Regions from separate parts of the Ovis aries genome. Here region 2 is linked to region 1. Evidence: chromatin contacts called from public Hi-C data. All regions are on one chromosome and are shown on one strand. Each heading gives the region's core, a stretch centred on a gene start, on an enhancer-like site or on the middle of the called end of the contact. The rest is flanking DNA. Distances are from core to core; before and after follow the strand shown. Region 1 has its middle 19 kb from the start of AK3. Region 2 overlaps RCL1 (RNA terminal phosphate cyclase like 1).

Evidence for each region. A called contact is a pair of places that touch in the nucleus more often than the background predicts.
Region 2: a contact with region 1 is called in a Hi-C map of liver, with 4 times the contacts expected there. The contact joins two enhancer-like sites. A contact is called at or near these places in 2 of 16 Hi-C or Micro-C datasets (liver and tail adipose tissue).

What each region holds. Positions count from the first base shown.
Region 1 is chr2:73,069,112-73,074,801 of ARS-UI_Ramb_v3.0, reverse strand. No RefSeq gene overlaps it. Among named protein-coding and RNA genes, the nearest start is that of AK3, 19 kb to the right of the region's middle. Within about 2 kb of position 2,226, at least 22 of the 54 cell types and tissues checked have an H3K27ac peak or open chromatin away from gene starts, as enhancers often do. A contact at or near this core is called in liver, where this site is marked.
Region 2 is chr2:73,257,790-73,263,479 of ARS-UI_Ramb_v3.0, reverse strand. All of the region lies in intron 8 of RCL1 (RNA terminal phosphate cyclase like 1), which reads right to left. Among named protein-coding and RNA genes, the nearest start is that of JAK2, 69 kb to the left of the region's middle. Within about 2 kb of position 3,124, at least 5 of the 54 cell types and tissues checked have an H3K27ac peak or open chromatin away from gene starts, as enhancers often do. A contact at or near this core is called in liver, where this site is marked.

The DNA.
Region 1 (5,690 bases), core at 977-3,476:
GGGTGCCCAAGAATCACAGAGGGTATGCTGGTTGGTGGGTGATATGCAGACCGGAGGAGGGGGTTGCTGAAAGAGGAAGTGATGAGACCAACAAAGTGGGTCCTCTCATTGTCTGGGCAGCAGATGACAGATGGTTTTGATTATTGTGGAGAGAGAAGGGAGTGGGCATATTAGAGATATATTTCAGACGCAGAAATGATAGGACTTGCTAATAGATTTGATATGAAGGGGAAGAGCCAAACCAAATATCACGTCTAGCTCTCTGGTTTAAACAATCTGGTAGATGGTGGTACCAGTCAAGATGAAGAATATGAGAGAAGAATGGGTTTGAGGACTGATACCAGGAATTCCATGTTGCACCTAATCAACCATCTAAGAAGATGGAGGAACCAGCCTTGCAATCACAATAGTTAACACCCACCAGGGAACGGACTCCCATGACTCCAACCCTTAAACCCAGCTCTTACAGAGAGAACCCAATCGTCTGGGCAGCCAGTGGCTGATCCCTATCCCAGCTGGAGACCCAGCCCAGAGCAACGTTGACCTTGGCTCGGTTTTTATCAGGCCAAGTTTATCTTCTACAGCCTCCAGGGCAGGAAGAGTCTGGTCAGAGTTCTTCAGCAGCACCTCCTCCTAACCCTTCCCTGACTTAAGGGAGGGGGATTCCCCCCAAAGACTCCCGCATCCAGCAGGGCCATCCTACTCTTGCCCATCCTGCCACAGGCAGGATCACTTTGAGGAGGAAGCACTGCCCTCCACAATCCCCTATGGGTCAGGAGGAAGTTTATCTCCCTGTGTCTGGTCTAGACGATGTGTTCTCCCTGCTACCAGCAGAGAGAGACAGTGTCAGCCCCACACTGGTCCACGGCCACCCCAAGGCTGAGTCCTGGCCCGCTGCTCAGTTCACTCCTGTTGGCCAGGGCGTTCCCCAAAGGGATAGGGCCTCTGGCTGGCTGGCCTGCTGCTCTCCTCCAGGCTGCCCTTCCCAGACCACATGAGCCAGATCTGCCTCCCTTGCTGTAACACGTGTGGCGTTATGTGGCCCCTAGAACCCACCCCCAGCTGGTTACTCTCACCTCAGCCACCTGGGCAAGGCCCTCGACTTCCTAGAAAGATTACTGGTAGTGCTTCTGCTTTTACCCCTCAAGCTGCTCAGATTCTCTAAAAGCACATTTGTTCTCTGAGGCCCAATGCTCAATTTGGTCAGAGACACTGGGTGCTACCTGCAGCTGCAGCAGACTTGGCCCTCCTGCTTCCAGGGGACAGCTCCCTTGGGCCCAGATATGCCCCTGCTCCTGGGTTGGGGGAGGGGACACTGGACAAAGACAGGGACATCTGCCACCAGGCACTCTCCTGCTTGGTACTCTCAACCTCCCCGCAACTGTCCTCATCTACCCCTCATCCTGAGGACAACCAGACCCATGTGGGGGATCTGGGAGAATGCTCTTGCCCACTGCTGTGACCAGAAGCCATCCAGGAAGTCCCAACTTCCTAGCCCCCCACAAATGACGTTTAGTGACTTTTGAACTTGACAGTTCAAGGAGTAAAAAGAAAGCAAAAGGGAAACTGTATTGTCTCTCATTTCTTTTAAACACTTCCATCTAGTTTATACTGAGTCATTCAGAACTTGCAAGTTATTTTCTACCAGGTCGAAATTTGTGTGATGCCTCTCGATTGCGCCTTCCCAGTAAGGCTGGGAGGCTGTGCAGAGAGCAGGGGTTTTGCTTCTCCTTTGTGCCTATCTTTGTGTCTACTGCTCCCCTCTACGTGCAGGGGATAGAAGCCCCTCCTCCACCCCTTCCTCCGCAGAGGGCCTCTGGCAGAAAGCTCTGTGCTGGGAGGAAAACAGCTCAACTTCTCGTTCTGGCCCTGCTGATAGTCTTCCCAGTGCCCTATGCCAGCCCTATCAGTTATTTGCACACGGATGCCCCTGGGGGTCGAGAGGGCAGGCTGGAAGCGGGAGGAAGAGTGGTCTATGGGGCCCTGGCTTCTAGACTGTGAGGCTCGCTTCCAGCACCTCAGAAGAATAAAGTATTCAGCCCAGGAGGAATACTCAGGCTTTCAGACTTTGTACTACTAGGGAAAGGATTTTAAAAGGTTAGTCATGTAGTCATTTGACAGTCTGTAAAGGAAACGTGGATGACTAACAGAATTACAGCATGACTCCACCCTCTTGGAGAAATGGCTTATTCTTTTGAACTTTCTGGGTAATTTCATAACACTTGGTGCGGGCTGGGAGCAGCTTTCCATCAACAAGATGGAAATAGGGGTAATTAGCATACCCTTCCCTTCTCTTTCATTACCTGCTCAGCTCTTTCTGCGACCAGACTTTTTCCACTTGTTTTTCTTGTCTAAGTTTTCATGCCTTCAGAAATCAATTTAATCATTCAAGTGGGACAATGGTAGACAAACTGGGTAGGAAAACATAAATTCAATTACGCAGCAGTCTAGTCTTGAATTCCTGTAAAACAAAATTTCCCGTCTTCCTCCTCCCCATTGGATTAAAACACAGATGTTGACACAGCGCCATCTGTTGGAATCTGGTATTGCAGTCGCTGAATACTCGCTTTACATTTGTGTTGCCTTGACTACTGCAGCTCACTTAACTCATTCATTGGGAACACATTCATTGTGTGCCTGCTTTGTGTCAAGCACTATGCTAGATGTTAGAAGTACGAGAAAGCATGGCCGCAGTTTTGTTTTGTCTAGGACGGTCAGAATCTTGGTATAAGTCGGAATCATCTCAGGAACTTTGTAAAATGCACACTTCTGGGCTCCATCCCGCAAAGATTTTGAGTTGATGGGACTGAGACAGGTCCCAGGAACTTGATTTTCAACAAAATTCCCAGGTGATTCTGAAGCAGGGGGGCCCACAAATCATATTTTGAGGAAAATTAATGACAGAGAAGTAGACAGTGGAATAATATTGAAATATAGCCCGGTAAATGCCACATCCTATGGCAGAGTCTACTGAAGACACAGAGAAAAGATGTCTAATCAGAATAAGGAATAGATTGGAGAAGGCTTCCCCAAAGGTAAGACTCTAGATGAGGTGAAGAAGTGGAACAGAGGATCCAGGCAAAGGGTGCACTATATGAAAAGGCAAGAGGTCACGAAATTTCATGTGACCTGCAGGTAGTGTTCAGTTGAGTTCAGCTCAGTCGTGTCCGACTCTTTGTGACCCCATGGACTGCAGCACACCAGGCCTCCCTGTCCATCACCAACTCCTGGGATCTACTCAAACTCATGCCCTTTGAGTCAGTGATGCCATCCAACCATCTCATCCTCTGTTGTCCCCTTCTCCTCCTGCCTTCAGTCTTTCCCAGCATCAGGGTCTTTTCCAGTGAGTCAGTTCTTTGCATCAGGTGGCCAAAATGTTGGAGTTTCAGCTTCAGCATCAGTCCTTCTAATGAATAATCCGAACTGATTTCTTTTAGGATGGACTGGTTGGATCTCCTTGCAGGCCAAGGGACTCTTGAGTCTTCTCCAACACCACAGCTCAAAAGCATCAATTCTTCGGTGCTCAGCTTTCTTTATAGTCCAACTCTCACATCCACACATGACTACCGGAAAATCCATAGCTTTGACTAGACGGACCTTTGTTGGCAAAGAAATATCTCTGCTTTTTAATCTGCTTTTTAGATTGGTCATAACTTTTCTTCCAAGGAGTAAGTGTCTTTTAATCTTGGAAGCTAGTTTGCAGTGTGACAGAGTGTCAGAAAACAAAAGGTGTGGAATACTAGGCTAACTTTATGCTAAAAGCTCCAGGGAATGCAGAAACTTTCAAAAAAATAAAAATAAAAAAGAAACTTTTTAAATAGGAGATTGACTTGGCCAGATCTGTATTTTAGAAAAATCTCTCTGGCAGCAAACTAAGTGTGCAGGACGAAAAGCAGAGCATCCTTTGGTAAAGAAGTGGTAGGGCTCTGAGTGGAGGCAATGGGCAGAGGATGAAGAGGAGGGAGCAGACTGGGAGGAAGCAAGGGGCAGGGAGCAAGTGTGGGGGGTCCAAGGATGACCTTAAGGGTTCTGGTCTAGGTTATCAGGAATCAGACAACCAGTTTTAGGTTGTCTTTCACAAGACAAGGCACACAAAGTGAGGGACAGGGTTGGGGAGGGGCAGAGAAGAGTAGGAGAGACGCAGAAGGGAGAGAGGTAATGGGCAATGTTCTTTTCTAGTATAAATGTCACTACCTACTCTGACATTTACTATGTGACCTTAATTCTTCCTTCATCCTACTATGCCTTGGCTGTTTCATCTGTAAAATATAGACCATATTAGTATCTACCTCATAGAGTTTGTTGTGAGGATTGAATGAGTTAATACTTAACAAAATACTTAACAAAAGTGCCTAACACTTAATAAGACTTCGTGTTGTGTTAGTTGCTCAGTCGTGTCTGACTCTTTGTGATCCTATAGACTATAGCCCACCAGGCTCCTTTGTCCGTGGAGTTCTCTGGCCAAGAATATTGGAGTGGGTAGCCATTCTCTTCTCCAGAGGATCTTGTCGACCCAGGGATTGAACCTGGGTCTCCTGCATTGAAGCAGATTCTTTACTGTCTGAACCACCAGGGAAGCCCAGTAGATGATAACTATTATTTTATTATCTTTATATATTATTCATAATAATGTTCATTGCCAGATTGCTAACTGCAGTAACATTGGATCATTGCCCTCAGTGTTTCACTCCCTCCGTGTTTTAGAATTTTACTTCCATGTCCTTTGCTAAAGGACTTTGCACTAGGATAAAGTACATCCCCGTTTGGCATCCATGACTTGCTCTGGCCAGTGCAGGAGTAGTGACACTGTGACACAAAGAGAGGCTTTAATGTGTTCGTGAGGTTTGGCTTGTTCTTTTGAGCTTATGCTATTCACCAGCCATGATCTTATTAGCCACTGGGCCTGGAGTGATGAAGACCAAGGAGCAGCCTCAATCCCAAGGGGCCAAGTCAAACCGTAGACTTATGAGCAAGAAAATAAATGTTTGTGGTTGTGTGTCACTAAGATACGAGTGTTGTTGTTGCAGATCATTACTGTAACAGTTGTGAACTAATACGCTGATATAGGAAAACATTCTCTGACCAAATTTTTACAGTTTCAGGGATTCTTGTATCTCTACATTAGGTTCCTCAAAAGTAGAGGCTGCCTAGGCATCCTGGATCTCTGACAATATACCAGGCTTTCTCAGCCTTTGTCAGGAGTAATCTTTTCTCTTTTTTTAGGGTGAAATTTATTTTTTTGCCACACAGTGTATTTGATCTTAGTTCCCGGACCAGGAACTGAACCCAGGCACTTGGTAGTGAAAGCATGGAGGCTTAACCACAGGACTGCCAGGGAATTCCCAAAAGTAATCATTTTAGAGGCTTCCCAAGTTGTAGCTACCAAAGAGTTATGCTGAGTGTCTTCATGTCTATGGGAAGAGAGGCACTGAGTCAGAAAAGTATCAGGTGCCCAACCCACTTCAGCTTATACCCTTCTTTCCCTTTGACCAAGCTCAACTCACGGCCCTGACCACAGAATGACCCAACAAAGCTAAATTTAATTGTTTATTTGAAACCTGGGAGTGAGCACAACTTGACCTCTGACCCTCCTCTAATAGCAGTGCTGTTTCCAAAGTTAATTCTCTGCATAGAATGGCTACTGGAATGGGTCTTCTTTCCCTCTGTCAAGAGCTTTTAGGTCTTTGTTC
Region 2 (5,690 bases), core at 1,875-4,374, 190 kb before region 1:
ACCCAAATAAATTAATTAATTTTTAAAAAGTCATAGTAAAAGCATAAATGGCGATCATAGAAGTCTCTTATATGTAAAGACTGAACAGTGGTGATCATTTTGTAACATATCAAAAAAATCAAGTCGCTGTACACCTGAACTGAAATCATACACCTGAAACTAATATTGTAAGTTAATGATACTGCAACAGAATTTTTAACTTAATTAACTTTTTAAATTCTTAGGAAAACAAAAAACAAACAGAGAAGACTAAACAACAGGGGGAATTATAATTGTAAGCCAGAATGCAAATGTTTTAATTCTTAACAAAGTTAAAATACAGGAGCAACTGTGACAACCTAGAGGGGTGGGATAGGGTGGGAAGCGGGAGGGAAGTTCAAGAGGAAGGGGACATACGTATACCTATGGCTGACTCATGTTGATGTATGGCAGAAACCAACACAATACTGTAAAGCAATCATCTGCCAATTAAAAATAAGTAAATTTTTTAAACACATGAGCAACAAAAATCAGAAGGTAAATGCAAAGGGAGGTGGGAGCAAATGTAAGCATTCATATTACCTCCTTCCCCTAACAAATACATCTGTACTGTCTAAACTTAAGCATGTTTTATTTTAGAAGCTATCAATTCAATAATTTCTTCATAATTTCTTTTTCTTAACCCTAGAGGGACTCTAGAAAATATTCCTTATAGTGAAAAAAATCATTATCTAAATTTTACCAACTCCTTAGTTTCTATTGGATTTCCTTGGTGGCTCAGATAATCCTCCAGCAATGTGGGAGACCTGGGTTTGATCCCTGGGTTGGTAAGATCCCCCGGAGAAGGGAACAGCTACCTACTCCAGGATTCTTGCCTGGAGAATTCCAAAGACAGAGGAGCCTGGTGGGCTACAGTCCATGGGGTCACAAAAAGTCAGACACGGCTGAGCGACTTCTGCTTTCGTTTCTATTGCTTTCGTTTTTTTTTTTTTCAATTAAAGCAGAATTTATAGTGTGATTTTATGCACAATTCAAGTAAAATTAAACAGTAATACTATTTATAACACAAATATATGTATAGTTAAACTCCACAGAATAACATGCATTTATTGCTGTCTATCCTTTTGTTTCTCACCCATATGCAAAGAGAGAGAGATCTGAAAATAAGTTAGCCAAATGCCACCCCATTTTGGGATAAGAGTGAATTATTGTTTTTGTTTCTTCTTATATTTCTGTTTCTCAACCTTTTATGCATTGTTTTAGTCACTTTAAAAATTTACATACAGTAAAATTGACCCTTTCTGTTATACCGTTCTTGTAACTGCCATCAAAATCAAGACATGGAAGAGTTTCATCATCCCACAAACTTCCCTCTTGAGCCTCCCCTGCATTCAACCCCTCTTCCTACTCTCTGGCCCTCAAACCATTAACCCATTTTCTCTTCCTATAATTTTGGCTTTTCCATAATTTATTAGCAATAGTATAATTCAGAATGTGTCTTTTGAATCTGACTTCTTTCACTTGCCATAATCTATTTGAGATTCAAGCACACTGTTGTATTAGTAGTTTGTTCACGTTTAGTGCTGATTTTCATTGTATGGACATTCCACAGTTTGTTAATCCATTTACCAGTTCAAGAACATTTGGGTTGCTCCTACTTCTGTGATCATGAATTAAAACGCTGCAAATGCTAATGTACAGGTTATTGTGTGAATGTAAGTTTTCTTTCTCTTGAATAAATACCTAAGAGTGGGAATGCTAGTTCACATGGTAGAACTGTTTCATCTTATAAGGAACTGACAAACTGTTTTCTAAAGTGGTGGTGGTGGTGGTGTTATTAAGTCGCTCAGTTGTTTCCAACTCTCTGCAACTCTTTCCAAGTGGCTGTACCATTTTTATTCCCATTTTTATGAGAGTTCTGTTTGTCCTGTGTTCTTACCATCTTTAGTACTGTTAGTTATTTGTGTGTATGTGTTTAATTTTTAGCTATACTATAAAATAAGTGCACAGTGTCATCTCGTGGTTTCAATTTGCATTTTGCTGAGCCTGAATTTTTTTTAAAGTGCCATTTTAGAAAAAATTATTGATACTATTAAAGAACGAATAGATCATAAAAAAAAATTTAGAGTTTTCCCCCAAAAAAGTGATAAGATATTATCACAGCGTTTGCTTTGCCGTGTGGTGTGTAGTCAAGCTGGGCTTAGTAGCTCAGTTGCAATGCTACAGACTGTAGCCTGCCAAGCCCCTCTGTCCATGGGATTCTCCAGGCAAGAATACTGGAGTGGGTTGCCATTTCCTTCTCCAGGGAATCTTCTGGACCCAAGGATCAAACCCGGGTCTCCCTCATTGCAGATGGACTCCTTACCATCTGAGCCACCAGGGAAGCCCCAGTGCCATATTATCTTTTCCTCAAGATATTGTTCCAGCTCTGCCACTTTGTTACACTGAAATCTGATCTCCCAAGATCTGATGTTTTATCCAAAACAATGGTGGTTTGGATGACATCAACAGTTCTCAACTTTGGCTGAATATTAAAACCACCTGGAAAGATTAAAAATCCTGATGCCCACACCACACCCAAACCAGAAATTAAACTGTATCAGTATATCCAGGAATGGGACCCAAATGTCAGTATTTTAAAGCTTCTTAAGTGATCCTATGGGCAACCAAGGTTGGGAACTGCTCAAGCAATCTTTAAATTTTTTCAAATCCCCAAATGCTAATAGTCTAATTTGAGCATTCTCAGGCATATCTGAGTTAGGCCCACTCTACTGGAGTCAGATAATTCTCTGTAGGGGCGGGGTGGGTGAGGGCTCTCTTGTGCAACCCTTGCTTCTACCCACCCCATGCAAGTAGCACACTCCCACCTTATGCTGTGACAACCAAAAATGTTTCCAGGCACTGCAAAATGTTCCCTGGGGGCAAAATCACCCACAGTTAACCACTGCTCTACTGCACACCCCAGTAAATCAAACACAATTCAGTAGCATCTAAAAGCTTTTATAATTCACAGCAACATTCTCCTCTGTGTTTTATCCCATCTACTAGTGTCTTCAACTTGAATTTTTATTAAACGAAGAAACTCTGTTTCCAGACGTTAATTTTGACGTTGCATTGCCAACAACCAGTAGAGGGCACCTCTAAAGATTGACTGATACTTCTCATTTCTTCTGAGGTTCTGTGGATGAGTGGTAAGATAAAGGCACAAGCAGACAGCCTGGCCCCACAAGCCCTGTTTGTGGGACAAGAGAAGGATATGGAGGGAGACAGGGCTGAGGGCTGAAGAAGAATCTGAGGAGAGAAAAGATAATACAAGAGAGCCAGGGAGTTGGCAGGCCAAGCAGTCAGTTGCAGGCCACTGAACTGGAAATTCATTCCAGAAATTAAAAAGGTTTCCAGCTTCGTAGAGAGCTGAAGTCACTTTCAGTTTCCTGGAAAGGACTGAAGAGGGTATGGAAAACACCTAAATGCCTTCCTCTTTCTGCCTAGACTAACCCAGCTGCCCCTGAAAAGGAGCAAGTGAGGAAAGCATGGACAATTTCTCCCTACCTGCGACCTTGTGAGAGAGCCCCAGATATTATGGTGAAGCTGCCACCATGTATCACAATTTAAAAGTGCTATAAAAAATTCCACTCAGGGAATACCATCTGGTTTTCTGGAGGGTCTAAAAGTTCCATAAGGTCCTCTGTCCAGACTCCTGTCACACTAGCTTTACTCATTCACTCAATCTTCTTGTGAGCCATGAACTCTTTTAAAAATAGGTCTTCTAAAGCCAGCTTTGATTACACACCCCATCTCATTTACCAGCAGGCCTGATGTTCCCTCTGGCTTGCTTTTTTCTGACAACAGCTTTGTAAACGCCTTTCAGAGGAGGCTTGGCCTCCTCTCAATAGTTCTAGCCTGGCTAGAACTCAAATGGCTCAAATAGTTCTAGCCTGACACCTCTCTATCTTTGGGCAAAATCAGAGGGTACTCATCTTACAGAGACAACAGCCACCTAAGGGAATGTCCTTTTTTACTTTTCAAGAAAAAATTTAAACAATGCACATGCAAAGGAAACTTAGATGCATATTACTGTGTGAAAGAAGCATCTTTAAGAGTCTCTCTCTATTTGAATACAATTATCTTTGGAGGCAAAAGATATTAAACTTTAACCTAAATTATTCTTTGGAATAGAGTCTAAAATACAGATTAAGAACTTGGGCTCTGGAATCCAGCAGGCTAGGAGTGAGAACTGGTCCTGGAACCTACCAGCTGTATGACCTTCAGTATGCTATTTAATATCTTCAGGTGTCAGTTGCCATCACTAAAAAATGGGGATCATAATAATGTAATTTAACTCAGTTATTTCATGAGGGTTAAATGAGATAATGCATATAAACTTCTTAGGAAACACTCTGGGTCACATAGCATGCATTTTTGATTCCTGTATCTAAGAACCTTGTAATAATGTCTTTTAAACATACACTGGGTTTTAAAAATCTTAAATTCTTCATGACCATTATGATCTCTGAAGTATGTTTGCCAGTTTCAACATATATTCAGTTCAGTATAAATGTCCCTAAAAAGAGTAATAAAATATTAAAGTAGCCCAGTATCTTATTTTATAGATTAATAAAGTTAATTCCAGAGACATTAAGGGCTGGACCCAAGAAGGTACAGCTGATCTCAGGGCTGGGAGAACTTCTATTCTTTGAAGAAAATATTGGAAATTTGGTTCTGAATCCATTCTTAAGCCAATTTCTTATTCTGAATGTAGTTCATCCCAATTTAACACTATCACTTGTTTTACAGATAACAAATCTTGGTAAATTATAAACTAGAAGCTTTGAGGTCAGTTGGGCCCAGGTTTGAATGTTGATTCTGCCTCTTAAAGTAAAAGATAATTGTGGCCTTGGGTTGAGCCTAGTACCAGCATACAGTCAATGATTAATATTGGTTGGTAAAACACAAATTAATATTGTAAAGAGTATTGGGCTTTCCTTATTCATATTTTTTAGTAAGAATAGAGCAGAATATAAATATGCCCAAGAGTGGATTGTTTATGCCTAAAATCTAAAAGACACTGGAGAGAAAATATTAACACTTTTAAGACAAAAGCTGGGGATAGACATTAAAGGACAGTCCAAATGAATGATTATATAATTTGGGAGGGATGTAGATTATCATTCATTTAGAAGTTATAACACACTTTGAGTGTCTTCCACTCTAAAAATGAATAGACTGATCAAATGGGAGTCTTTCCTGGTACAAACATTGCAATATTAGAAAGATTTGTCTTTGGGCTCCATTTCAGTATATTTTTCCATTTGCTGTGCAGATACCTGGGCCAGTCAGACGATATCTTATTCTTTTTCTGGGAAGAATGCCAGATATTTCAACACACTATTTTCAGTAGCTTCATGGCACCTCAGCTAAGAATTTCAGCTGGCCTCAGTTCAGTTCAGTTCAGTCGCTCAGTCGTGTCTGACTCTTTGCGACCCCATGAATCACAGCACGCCAGGCCTCTGTGTCCATCACCATCTCCCGGAGTTCACTCAGACTCACGTCCATCGAGTCCGTGATGCCATCCAGCCATCTCATCCTGGGTTGTCCCCTTCTCCTCCTGCCCTCAATCCCTCCCAGCATCAGAGTCTTTTCCAATGAATCAACTCTTTGCATGAGGTGTCCAAAGTACTGGAGCTTCAGCTTTAGCATCATTCCTTCCAAAG